Linked DNA regions of Mus musculus: all the other regions are linked to region 5. The links are chromatin contacts, called in public HiChIP or PLAC-seq and promoter capture Hi-C maps. All regions are on one chromosome and are shown on one strand. The core of a region is the stretch at or near the end of the contact, and the rest is flanking DNA. Distances in the headings are between cores, read along the strand shown.

What was found. Promoter capture Hi-C pulls out the DNA fragments that hold promoters and counts their contacts. HiChIP or PLAC-seq counts read pairs in DNA pulled down with a chosen protein or histone mark.
Region 1: an HNF4G HiChIP or PLAC-seq map of pancreatic cancer cells shows a contact between it and region 5. The contact joins the promoter of Coro6 here to the promoter of Slc6a4 in region 5. A contact is called at or near these places in 6 of 39 promoter capture datasets (the C10 cell line, embryonic stem cells, liver and 2 more), 1 of 15 datasets of contacts at CTCF or cohesin (pro-B cells), 22 of 484 Hi-C or Micro-C datasets (B cells, the G1E-ER4 cell line, cardiomyocytes and 9 more), 10 of 115 datasets of contacts at active chromatin or transcription factors (cardiomyocytes, craniofacial prominence, embryonic forebrain and 6 more) and 2 of 9 other capture datasets (adipose tissue and macrophages).
Region 2: a promoter capture Hi-C map of the SN4741 cell line shows a contact between it and region 5, with 4 times the contacts expected there. The contact joins the promoter of Bhlha9 here to the promoter of Slc6a4 in region 5. A contact is called at or near these places in 12 of 39 promoter capture datasets (the 3T3-L1 cell line, 3T3-L1-derived adipocytes, the C10 cell line and 8 more), 3 of 484 Hi-C or Micro-C datasets (all in embryonic stem cells) and 1 of 115 datasets of contacts at active chromatin or transcription factors (stem cell-derived neural progenitor cells).
Region 3: a promoter capture Hi-C map of second pharyngeal arch cranial neural crest shows a contact between it and region 5. The contact joins the promoter of Ankrd13b here to the promoter of Slc6a4 in region 5. A contact is called at or near these places in 17 of 39 promoter capture datasets (the 3T3-L1 cell line, 3T3-L1-derived adipocytes, the C10 cell line and 11 more), 1 of 15 datasets of contacts at CTCF or cohesin (large pre-B cells), 6 of 484 Hi-C or Micro-C datasets (the G1E-ER4 cell line, cortical neurons, embryonic stem cells and 2 more), 15 of 115 datasets of contacts at active chromatin or transcription factors (the 230-238 cell line, astrocytes, bone marrow-derived macrophages and 10 more) and 1 of 9 other capture datasets (liver).
Region 4: an H3K4me3 HiChIP or PLAC-seq map of bone marrow-derived macrophages shows a contact between it and region 5, with 3 times the contacts expected there. The contact joins the enhancer-like site here to the promoter of Slc6a4 in region 5. A contact is called at or near these places in 12 of 39 promoter capture datasets (cranial neural crest, embryonic stem cells, frontonasal cranial neural crest and 6 more), 3 of 115 datasets of contacts at active chromatin or transcription factors (bone marrow-derived macrophages and embryonic stem cells) and 2 of 9 other capture datasets (adipose tissue and embryonic stem cells).
Region 6: a contact with region 5 is called in an H3K4me3 HiChIP or PLAC-seq map of bone marrow-derived macrophages, with 5 times the contacts expected there. The contact joins the enhancer-like site here to the promoter of Slc6a4 in region 5. A contact is called at or near these places in 3 of 39 promoter capture datasets (cranial neural crest, embryonic stem cells and hippocampal neurons), 1 of 484 Hi-C or Micro-C datasets (bone marrow-derived macrophages), 9 of 115 datasets of contacts at active chromatin or transcription factors (bone marrow-derived macrophages, craniofacial prominence, embryonic limb bud and 4 more) and 2 of 9 other capture datasets (adipose tissue and macrophages).

What each region holds. Positions count from the first base shown.
Region 1 is chr11:77,462,600-77,465,299 of GRCm38.p6, forward strand. Coro6 (coronin 6) reads left to right here and starts at 1,312. Exons shown (of 10, transcript NM_139128.2): 1 at 1,312-1,511. The coding sequence starts at 1,314.
Region 2 is chr11:76,671,113-76,673,812 of GRCm38.p6, forward strand. Bhlha9 (basic helix-loop-helix family, member a9) reads left to right here and starts at 1,358. Exons shown (of 1, transcript NM_177182.4): 1 at 1,358-2,564. The coding sequence starts at 1,437. The coding sequence ends at 2,132.
Region 3 is chr11:77,488,717-77,491,416 of GRCm38.p6, forward strand. Ankrd13b (ankyrin repeat domain 13b) reads right to left here and starts at 1,326. Exons shown (of 15, transcript NM_001373882.1): 1 at 723-1,326. The coding sequence starts at 836.
Region 4 is chr11:77,408,758-77,411,457 of GRCm38.p6, forward strand. The region is part of intron 5 of Ssh2 (slingshot protein phosphatase 2); the gene reads left to right. Among named protein-coding and RNA genes, the nearest start is that of Coro6, 54 kb to the right of the region's middle. Within about 2 kb of position 1,339, at least 59 of the 459 cell types and tissues checked have an H3K27ac peak or open chromatin away from gene starts, as enhancers often do. A contact at or near this core is called in adipose tissue and bone marrow-derived macrophages, where this site is marked.
Region 5 is chr11:76,997,267-76,999,966 of GRCm38.p6, forward strand. Slc6a4 (solute carrier family 6 (neurotransmitter transporter, serotonin), member 4) reads left to right here and starts at 1,331. Exons shown (of 14, transcript NM_010484.2): 1 at 1,331-1,409. RefSeq lists promoters at 1-1,381, 803-1,381, 1,037-1,381 and cis regulatory regions at 1-325, 803-1,253, 803-1,036, 1,230-1,237.
Region 6 is chr11:77,353,902-77,356,601 of GRCm38.p6, forward strand. The region is part of intron 2 of Ssh2 (slingshot protein phosphatase 2); the gene reads left to right. Among named protein-coding and RNA genes, the nearest start is that of Coro6, 110 kb to the right of the region's middle. Within about 2 kb of position 1,295, at least 17 of the 459 cell types and tissues checked have an H3K27ac peak or open chromatin away from gene starts, as enhancers often do. A contact at or near this core is called in adipose tissue and bone marrow-derived macrophages, where this site is marked.

The sequences.
Region 1 (2,700 bases), core at 62-2,561, 470 kb after region 5:
TGGGACTGCAGCGGAGCCCGCAGCCGAGAGCCGCAGGCAGCGGCCGGAACACCCTGGCCCGGACGCACGGACGCCGCCTCCTCGGCCCTTCGCATACCCCGGCCCGCTCCGCAGAGGAGTCGCAGCGTGAGCACCCCCGCCCGGCTTAGGACCAGGTACCCCCCTCCCTGCCTCCGCCACCGCAGCCAACGGCGCGGGCGGGGTCTCTGGAGGGGGCAGAGGTCTGCGCCCCCCCCCCCCCCCGCCGCTAAATTCAGTTCGTCAGGGCGGACTTGGTGTCTATATTTGGCCGGACAGCGGCTGGCGAGGAGACACCTAGTCTCACAGGAACGCACTGCCGGGGCAGGAGGCTGGAGGAGGGGGCGAGTAGGCCGGCCTTCAGGCCTGGGGCTACAGAAGTGGTTTGAAGGGCACAAGGATGCCCGGGCAGGGGAGGGGCAGGAAGCAGTTGGCCTTTGGGAGAACCTGCTGTGTCCCCTTGGGAAAAGTAGCAAGCATTGCTAAGCTCCTAGCTCCAGAAGCCGAAGTCGTAGAACCAGAAAGAGGACCTCACCTCCTCCCTGGTTGCACATCTGGTCCTTGCAGGTGGGGTCGAGGGCCCCCACCCTCAAGAGAACGGACTAGCCAGCCCAGGCATCGCACCCAAGAGGCTGGACCAAAGTATGATATTTGTGTCAGATGACCATAGCCAGGACTCCCCCACCCCACCCCATCCGGAGAAATCAGTGCATGGGGAAATAGACAGAAGGAAGATCGCCCTACTCCCACATACCCCACACCACCGGAGGAATCTTTTAAAAAGAGTAGGAAGCAGGGCTAACAAAAGGACCTCTTCTCTTGGCCAAGCTGTAGAAAAAGACACACCGGCTTGAACTCAGCGATGTGAATATGGGATCTTGAGGGCTGCAGTCCTACCTAGCCTTGAGCTACGGTCCACTGACTAAAAGAGAAGGTGTTGGGTGGGGAGCCTTTCAGAGAGACAAACACTTGCAAAGAGGTCTCATACATGACTAGCAGCATGAGGGGACCCCCTGATATTCCTCCTCAAAACATTAGGTCTTGGAGGAAGTTTCAGCCCTGTGTCAGCCTCTGCTATCCCGGCTAGCCTGTGTGTCTAAGAAGCGGTGAGATTCCCCATCCTTGTCCCTCATATTAAACAACATGAGACAGATGTCAAAAACCAGCCTCCAACTTTGGTCACTTTGAAGATCCTGGCCAGATAATCCTACTCACTCACTCCTCCCTTCCACAGCTCGCAGGATTAAGGACCAACGTGCCTCTAGACTCTGATACTCCCTATCTTTGCCCCAGCCATGAGCCGGCGTGTTGTTCGGCAGAGCAAGTTCCGCCACGTGTTTGGTCAGGCAGCAAAGGCTGACCAGGCCTATGAGGACATCCGGGTATCCAAGGTCACATGGGACAGCGCCTTCTGTGCCGTCAACCCCAAATTTCTAGCCATTATTGTGGAGGCTGGAGGTGGAGGTGCCTTCATTGTCCTGCCTCTGGCCAAGGTGAGGGGTGAGGGGAAGAAAGCAATTGGGAGGGCACTGGCTAGGGTCTCTGGGATATATCCCACACTAGCCTTTTCTCACTGAAGTCCAGGCCTCCAGAAGGGCAGTCTGTGTGGACTGGGTACTCTGTCTTTGCCAAACCCACAAAGAATGGTGGAGAACAGCAACATCAGCGTGACCTGTGCGCCCGATCTCTAGGCCACAGAGCACTGTGTTCCTAGCAGAAACCAAGATGGGTGTTAGTGATGGAGATGGTTGGGATACAGCAGACCAAGGTCCAGTCAGACTCTAACCTTATCTTTACCTAGTGTCAGAGAAAGGCAGAGTCAGAGAGATGGAGAGAGACACACAGACACACACAGAAACAGAGAGAGACAGAGATACAGAGAGAGAGAGAGAGAGAGAGAGAGAGAGAGAGAGAGAGAGAGAGAGAGAGAGAGGTGTTCAGACTCTGATCCTGGGAGTGGGATGAAACTAAAAAGAGAAGTTACAATAGTCAGAGCCTTCCCTCCCCTGCACATGAGGGAAAGGGCCAGGCACTGACTGCCACCTTTGCAGACACGTAGCCATCTGTACCCCAGGAGAGATACCCCAAAGCATAACCTTGACCTAGATACTGAGCCCTATACCTTGCTAAAGAAGACCTCACAAGTGGTGGGGTCAGGACAGGCCTGACAATAGCCTATGACTCACGCTGGACAATGCAGACACCATCCAGAGACAGCATCCCAAGGGCTCACATTTCAGCCCGAGCCACCTCCTCCCCCAGTGTGACTGCCATGTCAATGGCATTTAGTCACCCTCTCTCCCAGACTATGTGCTTTGGGCCAATGCCAACCCCTGCAGAGTCTTCAGAGCTCCCACAACTTACTCATGAAGACAAAAAGAAAGACGAGTGCCAGCCCCTGGTAAGGGACACTCAGCACCAAGACTGCGTGCTGCCTATGACTCCAAGGTGAAACCAAGGGAGAGGTCTGCCCCAGGGGCTAAGCCACTGCCGTCAGAGTCACTCACTCAGACCTCTCTCTCCAGGGGCTTGCCAAAGGTCCTCCAACTTGGGGGACAGGTTCAAGCACATCCTCCTCACAGGGCATGTGGGTTCACGCCCATGAGCCCAGCACTGGGAAGACCGAGGCAAGATCAGCCTAGGCTAATCAACATAATGAGACCTTAACTTGAGTCTGGGTTC
Region 2 (2,700 bases), core at 108-2,607, 330 kb before region 5:
TACTTTTTAAACTTTTTGTTCTGTTTTGGTTTTGAGGTGAGGTCTCCAATAGCCCAGGTTGACCTCAAACTATTATGTAGTTGAGGCTGGCCTCTGCCTCCCAAGTGCTGGGATTCCAGGTGTGTGCCAACATGCTGGGCTTAGCTGTTTTCTGTTCCACATATGTTGAACTTATTAGAGGAATCCATCCTGATAAATACAGCCTTTAGGTTATTTCATCAGTGAATGCAGGCAGTTGGTTTCCCAGTGCCCCGTTCTTTCCCTCTGCAGGAAAACTCAGCTTGAAAGCAATGAGGTCATTGGTAATATGTGTGTGACCTGTGTGCCCATCCTGGCTGGTGCCACAGCATTTGGAATGTGGCTGGGAATGAGGTTAAACTTAATCTTATGTTGCTCCTGATAAATCATGAATGCATACCTGAAATTCCATGGGGGAGTCTGTCTTTCTTCCTTCCTTCTTTCCCTCCTTCCATCTTTTTCCTCTCTTTCTTTCCCTTTTTTGATCTTGTTTAAAATTCCAGTCCTCAGTGACAGCGATGGAGAGAGTGCCCTGGATTCCTAACCTGACCTTACTCTGTAGAGGGACTGGGCTGCTTAAAGGCCCTGGACATTAAGAGTTGCTCCCTGATGGGTATTGCAAGGGAAGCCAGACATAAAAGTCCTCATCACTCTTTGCTTCTGACTCAGCCCAGCTCTGCCTGAAGAAAGGGAAGCCCCCCCAAAAGTAGGGGGAATGTTGGGCTTAATCCAAACACCAACCCAGAATCCAGACGAGCCTCACGGTGGTAGCTGAAAGGTTTCTTGTAGCACAGCAGGGTTGGCTGCCTCTGATCTGCTCCTCCTTTCTGGATTCTTCTGCAACGGCCAGGCTGTACCTTAGTGTCAACTCTGGCTGCTCACAGATGGCGTTCAGGATGGAGCTCAGCAGTAGGTGCTCTTAGTCGGTGAGACATCTCTCCGGCCCTCAAGGTTTTTAAAATTCACTCAATCCACCCTTGCTATCCTTCTGCAACCCTATCTGCTCCCTTGCCAAGAATCTAATGTGGCATTCTACCTGGGGTCAGGAGTAGGGGAAACCGAACCCGGTTGCCGGAGAGGGTCCGTGCAGCACAGCAAGTATGTTCCCTGTGACAACTGGAGCATTGCCCAGGGCGTGGCCAGGCTGCCCAGCTGGTCCTGTGTACAAGAATCTGCACGCTTCCTTCCTTGCTTGCTTCCTTCCTCTCAGGTCCTCCCTCACCATCTCACCTGGGGGCAGGTAATAAAGCAGGAGGAGGGAGATGGATGGACTGGGAGGGCGGGGAGCCGCGTGGTGCCATAAAGCCCAGCTAGAGAGGACCTGTCCAGAGAGTGTCCAGCCAGCAAGAGCCATCAGTCAGTGGACCAGCAGCCTTTTGGACCCAAATAGCTGAAGCTGTGAGACCAGGACATAGGCCATGCTCCGAGGCACGCCAGGACTAGGCCTCGGGGGCCTGAACCGGGCTGAGGATTTTGTGGAGGACTTGGGGCGCTCCTGCTCGGAGGCTGGCAGGAATTTTGGAGTGCTGAGGAGGAGCAGCTTGGACGAGGCAGAAGAGGCAGCTGGCAGAAAGCGCGAGCGGCCCACACGGTCCAAGGCTCGGCGCATGGCGGCTAACGTGCGGGAGCGCAAGCGCATCCTGGATTACAACGAGGCGTTCAACGCGCTCCGCCGGGCGCTGCAGCATGACCTCGGAGGCAAGAGGCTCTCCAAGATCGCTACGCTGCGCAGGGCCATCCACCGCATCACTGCTCTATCCTTGGTCCTGCGTGCCAGTCCGGCGCCCCGCTGGCCCTGCGGACACCTGGAGTGTCACGGCCAGGCTGCCCAAGGCTCGAGCACGGGGAATTCCAGCTTCAGTGTTCCGCGGTCAGCGCCGTCTCCTATAGCGCCTAGCCTAACGCGCAGGGACATCGCCAGCCCCTTAGTGCCGCCTACACCGCGCTGCGCTTCGTGTTCCCCGCACTCGCACTTGGGGCGGCCTAGGGTGATGGCCGAAGTGCCCAATTTGGCCCAAACCTCCGGGGGAAACTGGCGTCAATGTCCTGGGGCTCCCCCTGTTCGACCGGTTTCGTGGCGGTGGGGTTCTGGGCTGGGCTACCAGCACTCTTGATCGTGCCACCCAGAGGGAAGCCGGCTTGGCCCGAGTGACTGCAAAAGAGAAGATGGCAGAAGTCATCCTGGACAGAGCAAAATTGAATGGGGTTGTGACTTGCGTGGCAAAGGAGGATGTCTTACCATGGGAAGGAACTACCGGGCTCAGGGCAGCCTTCCCACATCCCAGCCTGGGGTGGTGAAAAAGAAGGGAGATTTTAGGTTTGGACTTGGTCAACCCCTTGTTCCTGGAAAGTGGCCTTTGCTTTCCTTTGCTTCTGAGCCCTCCTTTTCCCTTGCCGCCTTTGGAAAGTGGGACTTGTGGGACTGTGTGGGTAGGCAGCTGCTATGATCTGAGGGCATATGCTGTGGTCCTCTTCCCCGGTTTGGGCTGCTGCTGAACTGAGAGAAGCCCAGAAAATGATCAAATAAAAAGGAAACATGTCTTCTCCGTCTGCTATCAGGACTCCAATGAGTTCAGTGTCCTAGTATGACAGAAAAGCCTCAGAAACGGGGTATTATCTTGGAAGGATGAATAGGGTCTACAGCCCCCAGGTAGGCACTGGATCACTGGTATATAGCAGGAA
Region 3 (2,700 bases), core at 76-2,575, 490 kb after region 5:
TCTCTGATTGGCAGAAAGCAGGGAACCCCTGTTCTGTGCAGGACCTCAAGTCCTTCCTATGGCCCCCTGGCTTCCTCCACGGTGAGAAGGTAGGCCCTAGCACCAAGAGGCAGGAGAGCGCCTTTCAGCACCTGGACAAGGCCCTCCGGAGCATCCCAATAGGGTCTTTCTCACTCCTGGCTCCGAAGCCAGGGCTGGCATCTGAAGCACCCATAGGCTCTGTCCACTCTAAACAAACAGAGACCTGGTTCACCAGGAAGTGAGAGGGCACTGGGTGGGGCTGGAATGCCCGAGGGTGCAACACAGCTTGTTCCCCGATCTTATGTGGGCCCCCTCCCCACGCAGGCCTTTCCCGTCCCTGCACATTCACGCGGGATGTCATGTCGCGTCTAGATCGAGTGGGGTGGACTCTCCCACCACATGGAGCCCAGACAGAACCGACAACCCCTCCCTAGAATCCCTTCAAGCCCCAACGGAGAAGAACACAGGGTCCTTCCACACCAGTCTCGGAGAGCCCGGAACACGTGTGGGCCACCGGTCCTGGAACCAGAGAAGCAGGCGGGGGCTGCTGCCATCACCCACTTCAGGTCAACGAGCACAAAAGCCGCAGCTGCAAACAAAGAAGCGCTGCAAACTAGCCGGGGAGGCGGGACAGGCGGCGCCGCGCCCCCTCCCCACGCCGCGCGGGCGTGCGGGGCCATGGTCCCCGACGGCGCTCCTACCTGGCCGGCGCGGACCTCCTTCTCCAGCTCCCGGTGGCGGTTGTGCCACACGAGGTAGTGCAGCGGGTACTTGCCCTCGGGCCCCTTCCTGGCGGAGGCGTTGGCGGGGATCATCGCCCGCTCCTCATGCCGGGGCCGCGGCGCCCGGCCCGCGGGGAGGGACGGCGCGGGAGCCCGGGCCCGGGGCCGCGGGGCGGACGGCCGGAGCTGTCTGCTCGCGGGGCTGCGGCTCGGGCATGTGCGAGCGGCGGCGGCGGCGGCGGGCGGGGGCGGCGCGCCCGGCGTGGTGCGGGCGGCGGGCGTCCTCGGGAGGCGGCGGCGGGAGGCGCGGAGCAGCCCCCACCCGCCCTGGGAGGGAGCGGGCACTCGGCGGCACGCGGCCTCGCGCCTCCCCTCCCACACCCCCGCACACAAAGACGCCTCTCGGCGGAGGGAGCAGGGACCCGCAGCTGGAGCGGGGGCGCTCGGGGCGCCGGCCCCGGGGTCGCCGCCGCCGCCGCCGCCGCAGGGACGCGCGCCCGCACCCTCCGGCTCCCCTAAGCCGCATAGCCCGGCCCTCAGCCCGAGCGGACGGTGAGGGACAAGCGAATGCGGGGAAGAGAGGAGGGGACCCGGGTGCGCCGTGCTGGGTTAGTTACAGCTTGGCCCCGCAGCATCATGGGGCTTGTAGTCCGCCTGGTAGAACCGTGCGTTTCGGATGACCAGAGATGGTCTGGAACTGATTTCCTGGAAGGGTGGACAGAGAGTCAAACCCGGCCGAAGCGGAGGCCTTACTTGGATGCCAAGTGGGTTGGGGGCGCCTCCACCCTTTGGCATTTTGCCTTTTGCAAGGAAATGGGGGAGGCTTTTAGGGCTGACCTGAAGCGTTGGGTCGGGGGTCTATGGCCTGCAGAAGTGAGCTTGGGTCCCAGGGAGGGTAAAGAGGCATCTAGATTCATAGTGACTAAAGAGTGACCCTAAGAGAGATGCAGGGCATCAGTACCAAGGGTCACTGAAGCAGCCAGGGGTCTGAGAATCGAAATATTTCTCAAATCTTTGCTCTCTCAGAAAATTAAACCCCAGCTTCCACACATCACGTTGGAAAAGAGAATGTCTAATGAGGCGAAGAAGACAGTCTTTCCCCTACATGGCTCAGCAAGAACCAGGATGAGGTTGAGCAAAGACAGCAGCAGGTGGCATTTCCCCACCTCCATCCCATGTGGGTCCCTGCCTAAGGAAAATGACTGAGTCCAGATTGCCTGCTTCCTGAAAGAGCAGAGAGACAAGCGCTTCCACAAGGAGCCCTTGCAGAGAGTGTGGTCAAAGTCAAATTGGCCTCTGTGGCGGCCACCTGCAAATGGTAAAAGGACCAAGATGCCTTGGGAGAGAAAATGTCAAGAGAGTTGTATTTAAATACCGTAACAATTGCTTGATCTTAAACAAATTGCTTATCCTTCAGAGTTTCTCGGCCCACTCACCTCTAAACTGGGATCAGATACTACCTCATGGGATGAGCTAAGGGTATGAACTGCCTGAAAACGGCCCCTCTCTCCTTCAACCAGCCTGAGACAGGTGGTAGGAGCGAACATGTTGCCTTCCTCGAGCCCACCTCAAGGCAGAAATAAGGAATTCCTGGCCAACCCGATTTAGAACAACAATCTAGAGAGTGTTTGTGTGGGAAGCGACAGCAAAAGCTTGCAAACTCCTTGCGCCCTTCTTGGGTTTCTTTGTGTGTTCTTCTCTCCTGCTTCCTGCACACCCAGTGGTGCCAGGCCCGGGAGGACTGAGTAGACTGCCTCGCCCCTTTCTGCAGCCTGGGAGGAGCCGGTAGGCGTCTCTGCAGCCCAGAGCCGCAGCCCACCTCCACCGCCAGGGGTCAGCAGAGTGTCGTGATTGCAGCCCGAGTTGAGGAGGGGGCTAGAGAAAGGAGGGGCAACTAGGAGAGGCCGCGAGAATGCCTGTACAATTCCTCATTAAATCGTTTTCAAAACCTTGTGTA
Region 4 (2,700 bases), core at 89-2,588, 410 kb after region 5:
AGGCAGCAGGAAGAGAGAGCCATTGGGCCTGGTTTGAGCTCTTGAAACCTTAAAGGCCACCCAGTAAAACACTTCCTCCAACAAGACCACATCTACTCCAACAAGGGCACACATCCTAATTCTCCTCAAGTAGTGACACAAGTATCGTCATCTCAGAAGCCTGAGAGTGTCATACTCATCCAAACCACCACATGTACATGTTTATGAAAATGGTTAACATAGATGTATGAAGGTATCACAGTGAAGCCCATTATCTACAGTGAATACATGGTAATGAAATTTTTAAGTTAAAAAACAATTCATGACAACCTGAGGAGATGGCTCAGGGTAAAGTGTTTGCTATGTAAGATCAAGTACCTGAGTTCAGTTCCTAGCGTTGGTGGAAAATCTAGGTACAGCAGTGTGAGCCTATAATCCCAGGGGTAAGGAAGTGGAGACACGCCAGGCAGTGGTGGTGCACGCCTTTAATCCCAGCACTTGGGAGGCAGAGGCAGGCAGATTTCTGAGTTCGAGGCCACCCTGGTCTACAGAGTGAGTTCCAGGACACCCAGGGCTGTACAGAGAAACCCTGTCTCAAAAAAAAAAAAACAAAAAACAAAAAAAACAAACAACAAACAACAACAACAACAACAAATGAAGTGGAGCCAGGGTAATCCCTGGACTTTCTGTGAGCAGCCAAGGAGCTCGCCTAGCCAAATCTGTGAGAACCTGTCTCTAAGGTGACGAGCAATTGAGAAAGACACCCAAGATGACCTCTGGCCTCCAAATGTACCCCATAAAAATATGAACACATGTACACACACATAGACACAAAAATCAAGGCATAAAACTAGGAAATAAGTTTTGACCATGATCTTCAGAGGCAGTGACACTTGGTAAAAATCTTTGACTATTTCTAATTTACTCTTATTCTTTACTTTTCTCTTATTGTTGGGTACTAATGATAAAATTAAGCAAATGGAAACATAGCTCTGGGGTAATGTTTTTTTCTCCTGCCAATCTAGTCTTTCCATCAGTAATGCTCTACTTTGATAATCCAAGGGCTCACGCCTTTCTTGGTAATATACCACTGGTCTTGGGTTCAAAACTCACATGTACCTTGCTTCCTGTAATTAAAGATATCTCAGACCGACTCCAGATCATTGTGGTTATTATTGGAAGGAGCTGGGTCTATATCCTTAAGGCATTAGGGTTTTCTGTTGTATTTCCCTACTGTTTCTGAAGAACCTTTGAGAAGCCTGTGGAATGTGGCTGCTAAGCAGATCTTTACACTCTGAGATAATAAGCCTCAGGAAATCCTGCCAGATGTCTCAAACCATGACTTCCTGGTTTAGGACTAAAATGGAATTGTGCAATAGCGAGGGGCGTGGCCCAGGCCTAGGGAAATTTATACACACTCGTACACACATGCACATGCACGCACAAAGCCCTGGGTTTGGAGGAAGGGGTATAGATGACAATGATTGTCCTTCCGATTTGGAGTTGGGGGCAGGGAAATCCTAGTATCTCTAGAAAGTATCTTCCAAAATCTTGGTTTACTCTAGTTTGTACATAGAAGTAGTCTTGCTTTGCTCTGTGTTACTGCAATAAAACACTGACCAAAATGAACTTGGTGAGATAGCTAAGTGGGTATGTGAGCCTGCTGTCAACCCCAACAACCTGGGTTCAGTTCCCCAGCACCCACATAGTGGAACAAACCAACTCAAGTTGTCTTCTTCTAGCCTCCAGCATGCTACCCCATGTACACAAAATAAAATTAAAAATTTTTTTCAAGTTTGGGAGGAAAGAGTTCAGCTCACAGGTTATAGACCAACATCATGGGGAGCCAGGGCAGGAACCTCGAGTCAGGGATTAAAGCGGAGGATGCTGACGGGCTTGCTCCCAGGCTCACATGTATAAATAAGGTAGTTCTTATACAGCTCAGGCCCACTTGCCTAGGGATGGCACTGCCCACCATAAGCTGCCTCCTCCATCAATTAGCAATCAAAAGAAAATGCCCCATAGACAAGCTGACAGGCCGTCCAATCAAGAGCATCGTCCTTTAGTTGAGCTTCCTTGCCCTTTTCCCAGGAATGACAAGTTAGGAGGGGAAAAGACAAAAGTCAGCTTGGGAAATGTGTTGTGAACATGTATACCAGTTACAGCATTTAATTATATGCTCTGACTTTACAGAGGCTTGGCAACCACTTTTAGGAAGCTTTCTCTTGCAGTAGCTTCTAGTGTTTTTCATAAGTAACAGCCCTTTTAGTAAGGAAATACTCATTTTTTGAGAATGGTGGCATGCTCCAGTAATCCCATCATTCCAGAGGCAGAGGCAGGAGAATTGCCAAGAAGGTGAGGCCAGCCTGGTCTACGTAGTAAGTTCAGGACATCCAGTCTTATATATAAGACTATCTCAAGGACGAGGAAGTAGGGAAAATACCTACCTTTCCACATTCAATGGAAGTTTCTAACCTCTGGTTTGGATTTTTACCTATGTGGACCTATATTGTCAAGTATTTTTGCCATTTGACACCTGGCTATTTAAATAAGTAAAGACTAAAATGATATGTAAAAAAAATAAATTCTCATCATAACTAGTCAAATTTCATTTACTTTCTTAGTCATGTGTGATTAACAGCTCCCCTGTAGAACAGTATGGTACAGTTAAACAGAATTGCTGTGGCTGTATTTCCTTTGTTCAGTTCCCCTTGACTCCTC
Region 5 (2,700 bases), core at 81-2,580:
GTGTCTGCACAGGAGTTACAGGCACGGAAGGGAGACAGCAGACACGTGTGTTCATTGAAAGGGAGGGGCCCAGTGAGGACCCTGGGACCCTGGGGTTCTCCGGGTCATGGAATGGCCAGGCCTGCCTAAGGTCAGCTCCCCCAGCCAGTCCGCTCCCCCACATCGCTAGGGCCGCTCCTTGCATTCCCGGCCCTGGAGCCTAGGTGGCACCAAAGCCTCGTACTGGTGATCCCTGCGGCCGGGAACCGCCCACACCTGCGGACAGTGAACCAACCAGCCCTTCCTGGTGCCAGCGCAGCCCAGCTGCGGCTTCTGATGTCTGGGCTCGAGCCCCTCTGGAACAAAGGGGCGCCGGGGCTTTCTCGCAGACACCGAACTCGCCATTACTACCTCTTTTCTAGCTCTCCCTCACTCGCTTGGCCGGATGAGAAGAGACAGGCTGGCCGGCCCGGGTCCTGACTTCTCTGCCTCAGACACAGTCCAAAATAAGTAACATATCTGCTCTTTAAAAAAAAAAAAAAAAAAGCTCCCGTAATTTTGGTGAAAAAAAGAATGTGATAACATTAAATTCATTTTTAAGCTGTGTGTGTGTGTGCGTGTGCGTGTGCGTGTGTGTGTGTGTGTGTGAACAAAACAATCTATATAGACTTGAAAACAGTGCTCCTGTCGAAATACTGAGCGGCTTGAAAGGCTGGTAGTTTGTCCAGTGCCCAACCCCACAGGCACAGGCGGGTCCGCGGACCAACACCGATGTTCTCTGCAAAATTTTCCTCCTGTGGCTAAGTAGCACTCTCAGATCCTCCCGGGGGTGCTTATTGTAGGCTGCTATCGGGATGGGGAGGTTCCCGACTAAGCTCGCATTCCACCTAGAGAACCCAGACAAAGTCAGGAGTCCTTGGAAAGACGGTCCGCAATCGGCTGTGGTCAAGAAAGAATGCTCTTAGGGAGTGACACGGAGCAGGACCTTAACGTAATTTAGGGCAGATTTGGTAAGGGCAGAAGTGAACCTCGTTTTGTACAGCATCCTCCAGCCACACTAGTCCAAAAGCAGAAGAGTCAGATCCTTCGCCCTGCCCTGCCCTGCCCGGCCCTGCGCCCTGGCTGCTGTATGTGCAGGAATGAGTGGGGGGCTCTGCCGCCCTCCCACCGGACAGGGAGCGTGGACCCCGCCCCTCCCCCCCCCCCCTCCAGCTGCGGTAGCAGAGAAACAAAGTTCTTCGGTCTCAAAGTGACGCAAAAATTCTTGCGGAGCTCTTTGGCGGCGGCTATCTAGAGATCAGACCATGTGAGGGGCCGCAAGTACAAATAGCGCGGCGGGCGGCGCCACTCCAGCGGCCGCGCCGGTGCCTCGAGGGCGCGAGGGTCGAGCCGCCTCCGCAGCCCGGGACCCGCCGCCGCGCCTCCCGCAGGTGGGTCGCTTTCCCTTTCTTCTTATTCTTTTTTTCTCTCTTTTTTTTCTTTTCTTTTTTGTCTCTAACCCACGCTTCTTTCTAGAAGCCCTCGGTCCCCGCGCTTGACTGCCTGGATTTCGGGTGCCTTTGTCTGCACCGCGCAGGGTCCTTTCGAGGGACCCGATGGAAACCCTGGAGACCCAGAGCTGGCCCAGCGCAGCCTCGCTTTTTGGCAAAAGTTGCTGTAGTTTCCAGCCGTGATTCCGTGCTTGGGCTTTACTTTTGAGACAAGGGCTGGTAGGTGGCTTTATGCAAAGACGCTGGCAGACACAAATGCCCAAATAACCAGAGAAACCTTTGAGAGACACTTAAGAGGGTCAAGCCTCTCTCTGTGCGCTCGAATGGTCTCACTGCGGAGCGCGAGCCGACTCAGACAGCTCACAGGCCATTCAGAATTTATGGAAGTACCAGTGGGCTGTGCTATACTAAAGTGTGTAACCAACAGTTGCTGGAGGCGGGGGTGTTTCTAAAAGGCTGGTTGGTGGCCCGAGATTTTTTTTTTTTCGCGTTTGTGTGTGTGTTGCATATTGAATTATTCTTTTTAGTTAAGAGTGCTCAAGAATTTGAAGGGTGTGTATGTATTTTTATGATCATTTTTTTTTGTCCAGAAAAAATGAACCAGGTCAATGGATTATTTATGGACCTGCTAGCTCTCATCGTAGTAAGGGGAGAAATCAAATATTTAATGTGTTTTCAGTTACATGGGAAACATGTCTGAGAAAACAACAACACTGGGGTTTGTTTAAAAGTAATAGAGAGCCAAGACAGCGTTGGAGGCTGTTGGATGGACATGGAGGGGGAAACAGCTCTGACTATGGCCCTTCACTTTTTCGTGGAGCTGTGGATAGCTTCCTTCTCCCACCCTGGTCCCCAGCGAGAGGTACTGCTCCAGAAAAGGCTGATGGGCGGGTTCTTCTGCAGTGCAGGCAATATCTTACTTGTTTTGGGCAGCTGTGAGGCTTGAATCCAGGGTCTTTTGTACCCGGAGCAGACATCGTACCACTAAGCTACATGAAAAGTAGGGACCTAGCCTGGCAGTTAATCTCTGAAATCTCCTGGGTTGGAGCCTTGTAGAGACTTTGCATGGTAAGAAGAGAGAAAGAAAGACTGACTCTGCCCTGTGTGCTAAGGCATACTTGTACTGTTCAGGCGTTCAAGGTTGTCTTCAGCTTCTTAGCTAAGTCAAGGCTAGCTTACACAAGACCCATTTCCAAAGCAAAACAAAGCCGACCACCCCCAAGCAGCTTGT
Region 6 (2,700 bases), core at 45-2,544, 360 kb after region 5:
TGTCTCAAAAGTAATGGAGGGAGGTCCCTGAAAATGACACACAGGGTTGCCCTCTGCCTCCACATGTATATCATACATGTACACACACACAAACATATGCATAATATTTTTAAAGAATTTTGAGCCAAGAGAGATAGCTCAGTGGTTAAGAACACTTGCTGCTTTTGCAGAGACCTGAATTTAGTTCCCAAAACCCATGTTAGGCAGCTCACAACCAAGTGTAACTCCAGCTCCAGGGGATCTGATACCCTGTTTTAGATTCCATGCTCACCTATATACACAACACACACATAAAGAAAAATAAGTCTTAAATTAAAAACTCTTGAATCAGTCTGATCAAAATGATTGTAAAATTTTCTGTCCCCTGTAAAAGCCCACATATGCTTTTTAATAAAACAAACACTTAAAATTCTGGAAAAAAAAAAAAAACTGAAGGGATCCATCTACCTCTAGCAGATGAGTGCTGGGACTAGAGGTGTGCTCCACCACATCTGGCTTTTTTTTTTTTTCAGTAGTGTGTGTATGTGTTTATACGCATGCATGTAGGTGCCCTTAGAAGTCAGAAAAGATGTTGGATCCCTTGGAGCTGGAATACAAGTGTCTTGTAGCCAGTAATGTGGGTGCTGAGAATTGAACTCTGATCCTTTGTGGAAGCAGTAAGAGAGCTTAACCATTGAGCCATCTCCAACCCAAGTTTACTTTTAAAAATGATTCCACTATGAAAACCTCTACTCAGAAGTCTGGAACTTAGATATTTAAGTCATTTCTTAGTTTGCTAATGAGGGTTTTTGTTGTTGTTCTTCTTTTAGCTTTTTATCCTTGAACTAAAATATGTATATTTCTTTTCTTGATTGGGTGTATGGATTTGAATTACTGACTTTACATCAATGATCTCTAAAAGTTCAAGGTCTACAGTAGTGAAGCATATTGAAATTATCCAACATATAATATTGACTTTCATGACCTTGGTTTTTTTTCCCAGGGGGAGGTGGCTGTTTTCAGGTGTGTTTTTTGTTTTTGTTTTTTAAGACTTATTTATTTTATGTATGTGACTACACTGTAGCTGTCTTCAGACACACCAGAAAAGGTCATTAGATCTCATTACAGATGGATGTGAGCCACCATGTGGTTGCTTGGAATTGAACTCAGGACCTCTGGAAGAGCAGTTAGTGTTCCTAACCACTGAGCCATCTCTCCAGCCCCATGTTTTCTGGTTTTGAGACAGGGCTTTGCTGTGTAGCTCAAGCTGCCTAGAACTCATGATCCTCCTGCCAACATTTGCTCTTGTAATTTGGTGATGTTGAGTTTTTTTTGTTTTGTTTGTTTTAACTTTTCAGTTCCTCTTTCTGGTTGTCCAGCTGTTTTCATATGTTCTTTTCCAGGCTTAAGTTTTCATCGTAAATACCTTGAATGCTTGTTAAAACACAAATTGCTGGTTTCTGAACTTGTAGGCTAGAGAGTTGCTCTTCTAACAAGTTCCTAAATGATGCTCATGACGTTAGTGTATGCCACCCTTTGGCAGCCACTACGTTATATTTTTCAGAGGCAGATTTGGAAAAGCATTTGATGTAGTAAGTAATTAGAAAAAAAAAATAGTGACGTAATTTGGACAGAAATACATGGCTTGTTTCTGGTAGAAAGGAAACCTAGAACAGCATTTGCTGTTGCTGATCCAAACTCTATGAAGCTACATGTGCATAAAAGCTTTGATGTGGGGCTGGAGAGATGGCTCAGTGGCTAAGAGCATTGACTGCTCTTCCAGAGGTCCTGAGTTCAATTCCTAGCAACCACATGGTGGCTCACAACCATCTGTAATGAGATCCGATGCCCTCTTCTGGTGTGTCTGAAGACAGCTACATTGTACTCGTGTACATAAATAAATAACTCTTAAAAAAATAAAAAAAGAAGATACCTTTTTAAAAAAAGCTTTGATGTATGTACATGTTTGTGATCATATGTGCATGTGTCTGCTCATAGGTGTGCATGTATGCATGTGTATACATGTGTCACAGCACAGATATGGAGGTCAGATGATAAGCTTCGGGAATTGGTTCTCTTCTTCCACCTTGTTGAGTCAGGGTATGACTTGTTTCTGTCTGGCTACATACACCAGGCTGACTAGCCTTTGAGCTTTCAGGAGTTAGCTCTTATCTCCCATCTTGCTTTAGAAGGTGCTGGAATTACAGATGTGTGCCACCACGTCTGTCTTTTCACATGGATTCCAAAGATTGAAGTCAAGTTGTCAGTCTTAGTACACTGGGACAGCTCAACAGTCCCCAGCCTATTCAGTGTGACTATATTAATATCAACATTAATACTATGTTAATAATTACAGATTTTTCGCTGCACTGTTACCCTGATGACACAGTTTTGAGTGCTATGTATATTACCTCATTCTCCTTAAAAACCTTACTCCAGATTTTTTAATGCTGTGCTGGGGACTAAATTCTAATTGCACATCTCTGTCAAGCATTCTATAACTAATAAAACACTCTCCTAGTACCATGATACATTTTTTACTGATTTAAACTGCTAGATGTTAAGTATTAAATTTATAGATTCTTGAGGCCTGTGTTTTACAGTTTTATTCTTATTTTTAAATATGTGTATGTGTGTGGACATGTGTGTGGATATGTAAGTTTTAGATTCCCCCTGAAGTTGGAGTTACAGATGGCTGTAAACCATCAAACATGGATGCTG